Linked DNA regions of Mus musculus: region 1 is linked to region 2. The links are chromatin contacts, called in public ChIA-PET maps. All regions are on one chromosome and are shown on one strand. The core of a region is the stretch at or near the end of the contact, and the rest is flanking DNA. Distances in the headings are between cores, read along the strand shown.

The links. ChIA-PET counts read pairs in DNA pulled down with a chosen protein or histone mark.
Region 1: an RNA polymerase II ChIA-PET map of memory CD8 T cells shows a contact between it and region 2, with 19 read pairs. The contact joins two enhancer-like sites. A contact is called at or near these places in 8 of 39 promoter capture datasets (the 3T3-L1 cell line, 3T3-L1-derived adipocytes, cranial neural crest and 4 more), 1 of 15 datasets of contacts at CTCF or cohesin (the NIH/3T3 cell line), 4 of 115 datasets of contacts at active chromatin or transcription factors (cardiomyocytes, effector CD8 T cells, memory CD8 T cells and 1 more) and 1 of 9 other capture datasets (pancreatic islet).

The regions. Positions count from the first base shown.
Region 1 is chr19:41,595,626-41,599,033 of GRCm38.p6, forward strand. Lcor (ligand dependent nuclear receptor corepressor) reads left to right here. Exons shown (of 8, transcript NM_001370767.1): 8 at 1-536. It also overlaps a transcript of Slit1 not described here. Among named protein-coding and RNA genes, the nearest start is that of Gm52407, 6.7 kb to the right of the region's middle. Within about 2 kb of position 1,741, at least 100 of the 459 cell types and tissues checked have an H3K27ac peak or open chromatin away from gene starts, as enhancers often do. A contact at or near this core is called in memory CD8 T cells, where this site is marked.
Region 2 is chr19:41,353,457-41,356,972 of GRCm38.p6, forward strand. All of the region lies in intron 2 of Pik3ap1 (phosphoinositide-3-kinase adaptor protein 1), which reads right to left. Among named protein-coding and RNA genes, the nearest start is that of Pik3ap1, 30 kb to the right of the region's middle. Within about 2 kb of position 1,300, at least 35 of the 459 cell types and tissues checked have an H3K27ac peak or open chromatin away from gene starts, as enhancers often do. A contact at or near this core is called in memory CD8 T cells, where this site is marked.

The DNA.
Region 1 (3,408 bases), core at 491-2,990, 240 kb after region 2:
AAATGGCCACTGGCCGGACAGCACGTGCCTCTGGGCCTGGATTCCACTGTTAGTGAGTGTAGGAAAATACTGTGTCTTTAATGGATGAAATTCAATGTATGCTGTGAATTTGTTGGTTTGAAACATTGAAAAATTTTCATTAGACAATGTTTACATACCTCACCTGAAGAACCTTTGAGAGTGTATATATGAAATTTAAAAATATATTAAGTTGCTTTAAAACAGTATGTATAGCTATAAAAGTTGGAGTTATTTTAACTTTGAGTATGTACCAAGTCTCTTAAATATTGGAATCTCGTAGACTTTCTGGCTTCTGTGTTTTGCTTTCCTATGGACCACATAGATAACTGTGTTTTTGTTCTTGATAAAGGGGGCCCACACCGACGTCCAGGCTTGGAAGGATTTTCTGGTTTGGTTTTGAGGGGAGGGGTGTGGAACTAGAGGGTGTGTGGGAGGGATTTCTCTAACCTTGACATCTGTGAGCTTTTTCAAGGCGCTTATTTTATTGCAGCATATTAAAGTTCTTTGATATTAAAGTGTGTTTGTGTAGTCACTGCAGATGGGGAGGGGACAGTACAGCACAGTCCCCTGCCTCACTAGTGTGTGGCTGAAAGCAGACTGTCAGCCATGGGGCTGGGCACTACCCTAAACGATTAATGACCCTCTGAGCTATACCTTACTCAGGGGACGGATATAAATATAATGGAAGCATCGTGGGAGTCACTGGACGGGGCAGGAAAGGTGGATGTGCAACCTGAAGGGAGGGGACAAGCCAGCCAGCCAAGTGCTGTCCACTTCTGTGACCCCAGCAGGAATGTGACAGAAAACAAACCTCGCACTTGCCAGAACGACTTCTGCGATCTGACTTGTTGGATCTGCTGGAAGTGAGTCTGTTCAAAGTCATGGTTGACCCAGGAGACCCATGGGGAACCAATCCTGGATATTCACGGAATTGATAGTGACTGTCCAGCAACCCCGGGGTTTGCTTTAACGATGAAGTTGTAAATTTCCAATCTACAGATGTGTTTATTTAACCCAGGATTTTTTTTTTCTAGACAGGATTTCTCTGTATAGCTCTGGCTGTCCTGGAACTCACTTTGTAGACCAGGCTGGCCTTGAACTCAGAAATCCTCCTGCCTCTGCCTCCCGAGTGCTGGGACTAAAGGTGTGCGCCACCACACCCAACTTAACCCAGGATTTAAAAAAATAGTTTAAAACTATAAGTTTTTCACTCAAAAAATTGGGGTCTCTAGTTTTGTTGTGGGGGGGTGTTTTATTTTTGGTTTGTTTTTGGTTTCTGGTGTTTTGTTTGAAGCTAAGAAATTTAGGTCATGGTGAAAACCAGCTGGTACAAATAGACTGGAAAATGTTCTTCATGTGCCGTAGTCTCCAGCGGTGACTGTTTCCACTTGCCCCTGTTGGTACCTACTGCTTTAATCTGATGTGGCAATAGAAATGATGGGCCAAGTTGCGCTGACCACTGGCTTACCTCTCCCCCATACACTTGAGCCTGTGACCTACAGGGTTTCACTTGCTCTCCTCTACCATGCTCTCCAGCATGCCCTTCCTCTCCAAATTCTCAGCTATTGTGAAGGCACCAGAGTTACCATTCCCGTGCCCTTTCAAGGTGGTCATGTGCTCTTAGAATGGAGCCTTTTGACATCACTACATCCCTATGTGAGATCAGTTCATGGCTCTGGCCTCAATGGAGGAGGGCTTGGCACATCCTTCCTTTGGTGACCTATGGGGGGCGGGTCCCTGTCTTAGAAACTTAGATCCTGTTACTCATGTCATTTCCTATGTGCAGTGTTCTGGTCTGGTGTATGGGCTCCCTTTACTGGCCTGGACACACGCCCCTTCTAGGATTGATTATCTGAGAATACATGCTGCTTTCTACGGCCGCTTGGATGCTCCAAGACCCTTGGAGTCTGGTTAAATGTGTGAGTGGCTCTGTAGGCAAATGCTGAAAATATTAGTGTGACTTAAACACTTGGCAGGAAATGAGAGTAAGCCTCCCCAGTTTGTCACACACCCCTCTCCTTCCTGATGAACAAGCCTTGCCACATCAAGGTTGGCAAACATCCCAGCAGGCTGTGATGACTGTGGTCAGTGTGGTAACCCAGGGCCTTCCCACCCTGGGAAGGTCAATGCTGGTAGCAGCAGGCTCGTTTTGATGAAGAAAGAGACCAGGCAGAAAGTCCATGAATCAATGTCATGTTCACATGGAAGACAGCAGACAATACTGACATATCCTAAAACAATACTTCTGGGGAAAGGACAGGTGCAGCTCCCTCAGGGACTGTTTGAAGCCAGTTTCTAAGAGTTGACTCAAACGACTACAGAAACCCCAAACAAAAGGTCACAACCACAGAGCATCTGAAAATCAAAACAAGACACTGGAGGTTGACTTTAACATATAAAAATACTATAACAAAATGAAATACAAATATATATTAGAATCTGTAAGTATTCTGTATAAAGAGATACTTTCACGGTTAGGCTAACAGCAGGCAAAGAGAAAACAAAGATGTCCTTTCCCATTCCTTAGCATCGCCACAGGGCCCTGAGCAGTGCTGCTCACGTAACCAGCTCCTTGAGGGCTTGCCCTGCTGGGTCTCTGCTGTGCACGTCTAATGGAAATAGCCAGTGATGACCACAAAGCAAACTGAAGATCTTTACCAAAGGGGAACAGAACATGGAGATGGTTTCTCAAAGGACTGGTCTCAGAGTCACCCTCTTACCTGACCTTACAAGTCTGAGTGTGAGCAGGTGATGGGAGCCGTAGACCGGGCCCTTGGCTGGCAAGGTACTGAATAAGTCAAAGGTAAAGTTGAGCCTGGGGCTCATGGCTCTCTGAGAACCATCGAGTCAGCCTCTCAAGCTGCCATCTCAAGGCCTTGGGGGAAAGGTGACATCACCTGCCAGTCCATGCCTCTCATGCCCAGGGACCGGCTTCTCCCGGCCAATAGGGAGCGATGGTGTCTGGGGAAGGAAACTTGCACAGAGCTAAGGAGGCCAGAACACCTTTATTTCTAGAAAGAGACGTCATGCTACGTGTCTGAGCTATTCTGCCCTCTGCAGCCTGGTTCAGCTGTTTGCCAGGGTACCACAGTGACCTGGAAGCTTGGAGTAAGAGTAAGATGCTGTGCAGAGTTGTTTAAAGCCTTAGAGGTTTGGGCCTCTGTCCTCTTAGAGAGCTATGGGTCTGTGCACTGTGGCCCTAACTCAGGGCCATAAGAAAATGGGAGTCCTAGCCCTTGGCAAAATGTATACCCAGTCATGACAATTAACCAGTTGATCAGGGCTGGGCTCTCTTTCCAACCCAGAGTCTCCCTGGCCTGAGAGCCATTGTGATAGGAGATGCCAAGTTCTCAAGTCACAGGAGGCTAATGCCTTCATCAGCACCAG
Region 2 (3,516 bases), core at 50-2,549:
ACATCATATCATCCACTTTAATGACCTCAAAACAAACCTAGATGCTAGTTATTAATGTTTTCCTTCATTAAATGTAGTAGACCTCTGCAGAAGACATTTGAGATTTCTGAAAACACCCTAGTTTGGTTTCATTGAAACTAAATCACTTAAGAGAAAAATGACTGAATTCCACCCCCAAATGCCTGACAGTCAGAGGTCATGAAATCCAGGATGATAGTTATTAAAGAGTCTCGCTTGCTCTTTTTTTTATGCAAGAACTGACCAACTAGACAACCTGGGTAAGAAGGATCTTGTTTCCAATTATCTGCCAATATATCTGTTATGCCTGGAAGTGAGAAATCCTGTTTGTTAAACAAAATGGATGCTCTTTCCTCTTTACTGTGGACAATATTAAGTAGTTGATCCCTTGCACCCAGACTGAGGTCAGAGCCAAAACTCAGCCCAGCTCAATGAGAAAAGATGCCATAAGTCATTAATGAAATCTGACCTGGGACAAGCAGGATGCCCCATACAGTGTGTCTACCATACAAGATATTCTAGATCATGCTTAGGGGCCAGGGGCAACATACATGGCTGATACGTGACCAGAGAGAAAAATGGCAGTTCACTCAAAGGGTCACAAACCTGGGTCGGCAGCTGAAAACAGCTGGCAGAATCCAAGACAAAAACAGTCACTTTCTAAATAACCAGGAGAGATGAGAGCCCACCCAAAACATTTCATATTGGGGGACCACACATCAAGGAGGATTAAAAAGAGGAGAAACTGGTTATGGTCACGTGGCTGGGCATACACCATTTAGCTGATAGAGACTCCAATCCAAGGATGGGCGAAAGTCCTTTTGTAAGAGCCCCAGCGTCTAAAGAATGTACACACTACAGCCTACACTGGAGGCTTCACCGCCAGTCTTTTCTTTTCTTTCATCAAGATCTGTAGGACGATCACAACCTCCTGTCGTAGCCTCCTCGCTCGCAGGGATGCGGATGTGTGGCTTTTGTGGTCAAAAGAAGCAAAGGATGTCACAGTGAGCTTCTTAGAGCTGAAGACCGGGCTGCTTTTGAAAAACATAAATAAATATTTCCACAAAAGCCACAAAAGCCAGCTTGCAACTTACTTACATCTTGATTTTTCTCAAGAGTTTCTTAGATGGCCAGTGCCAGATCTAAAGCAAAAGCAAAGCCCGCCCTCCGCCCCCGTGTGGTCTCTGGTTGGTCATTCTGCCCTCCTCAGTCACTCCCCACAGCTCTGAGGTCTGTGGTCAGGCCCACCCAGGCAGACAGGCCACCAGATGCCAAGTTGTGCTGGTGCCACCTCTGTAGCTAGTCTGGCAGCAAATGATGGTCTTCTTCGTCGAAAATGATAGCACCCCTCTTGGTCCCCATCACAGATAGAACTGTCACGTCTAGTACATACAAGCAGGATGTGAGATGTGTGCCCCGGGGTTGAGCTGGCTACTGGAGCACAAATGTGCCCAAATCGTCGTTTAGCTCTCAGGGGACTTTCTAAAATTATTTATTTACTTAATTTTATGAACTTATGTGTGTGCACCTGAGTATATGTGCCATGTGTGTACAGAAGCCTGTGAAGGTCAGAGGACATGGGATCCCCTGGAACTAGAGTTACGGGCGGTTTCGAGCTGCCACATAGGTGCTGGGAACAGAGCCCAGATCCTCTGCAAGAGCGGTTAGCACTCTTACATCCTGAGCCATCTCTCCAACACAGCTCCGAAGATTCTTGATGGCAGCCCCTGTGCTTGCTACAGAATCTGCAATCCTTCAGCACTGAACTGCACGTGTCTTCACTAGATTCTCTGTGTGGGTGTTTAATAAATGTCTATTAACAAGAGGGCAGACAGCAGGATCACCAGAGGGCACCTGAAGGGGCTTCTGATTCTTTATTTAGAGTGTGAGTGGCCCCAGGGTATCTTTTCTCAGCAAGTCGGGATGTAGGCTAATGGTGCAAATGTGACAATGATGACTGTAAGCCCGAGGAGACAGTAATTTAATCATGTGATTCAGAAGCAGCTTTGACTGAAAGCTAGAATCTCTGTGCTCTAAGTGAACTGTCCTTCCTAAGATCTCCAAGTGCTCACTCTAGGCTGAGCACAACAGAGAATCCCATGGAATAACATACTGGCCCTGCTCCTCCAGAATGCACAATGTAGCTGGGGAACCAAACTGGAATGCAGTTAATTCTAGTGTGAGTGAGCGCTCCCTGAGGAGACCCACTGATGCCTTCTATAGGAGTGCAGAACAAGAAAAACCACAAGTAGAATCCTCAGCCGGGCTAGGGAGGTGGCTTAGGTGAAGAGTGTTTGCTGAGCATGTGCAAGGCTCTGTGATCCATAGAACCACAAATAGTGGTAATGGTAGTAACTTTAAAAAAAAAAAAATATATATATATATATATATGCATACATACACACTATGTGTGTGTGTGTGTGTGTGTGTGTGTGTGTATCAGAAGGGTTTAGGCTGGCAGAATAAAAAAAGATACAAGATGTCAAGTCTTGTCTATTTTTTTTCCAGATTCATTGTTTTACTTTTGTTTGTTTGTTTGGTGGGAGTGGCAGTGTGTGTATCCTTACAGTGGAATTACAGGTGGTTGTGAGCCATGCCGCACGTGTACTGGGTACTGGATTTAGATCCTCTGGATCCTCTGGAAGAGCAGGAAGTGCTCTTAGGTGCTAAGCCATCTCTCCAGCCTCTTAGCAACATGGAACCATTCTTCAGTACCTGCAAAAGTATTCACGGTTCTCATACTATTCATCTGACAACTCCCTAGCACAGCTTGGCTGCCTGACCAGGGCCAGTTGGATGGTCTCACACCCATCTCTTAAATAGCAGAGCTAGTTTTTCACTGAGTTCAGCAGGCCTGGTATGGAGTAGGCTTCCGGCCTCCTCCGTTCGACATCTAGGATACCAACCAAAGTCAACACAGTCCATAAACATAGGTCCTAGATGGGCCACTCTGGTCTGTGACATGTACTGTGGGTGTGTCCAGGCCACCTGGTAGAGAGCCAGTGTCCTGAATATGCCTCTTCCTTTTGCCATCTTCTATCAGAGAACTCTAAAACCCTTTTTGCTAATGGAGAGCTGGAGCCTTCCTTGATGCTGCATCCCTGGCCCAGAAGCTTGTCCATGATAGATGTTCGATAAACAGCAAATTAAAAGACAAATCTGTCCATCCAGGCTCATCTCACACAATCCAGTCCCCAGTTGGCAAAGTCGGTTCCATGGTGGCTTCAGGTTGTGGTACCATTGCCACAAGATCAGAGCCTCTGAGACTGAATGTCCTTCTGACCCAGAAATTGGCCCTCCGCAGGCATTCCTCTCAGAGACATCTGTGCCCACGTCTTGCTTGCCCTTGCTCTTTCCTCACTGAATCTTGTTTTGGATGTGGTATTCATAGCCCTTGCTTTGCAATGCACGGCGACTTAGACAGGGTAGTCACCATCACACCTTTCTGAGACGCAGACCCATTCACCGTTTGCAGCCACCCTTTCTTAATTTCTTAAG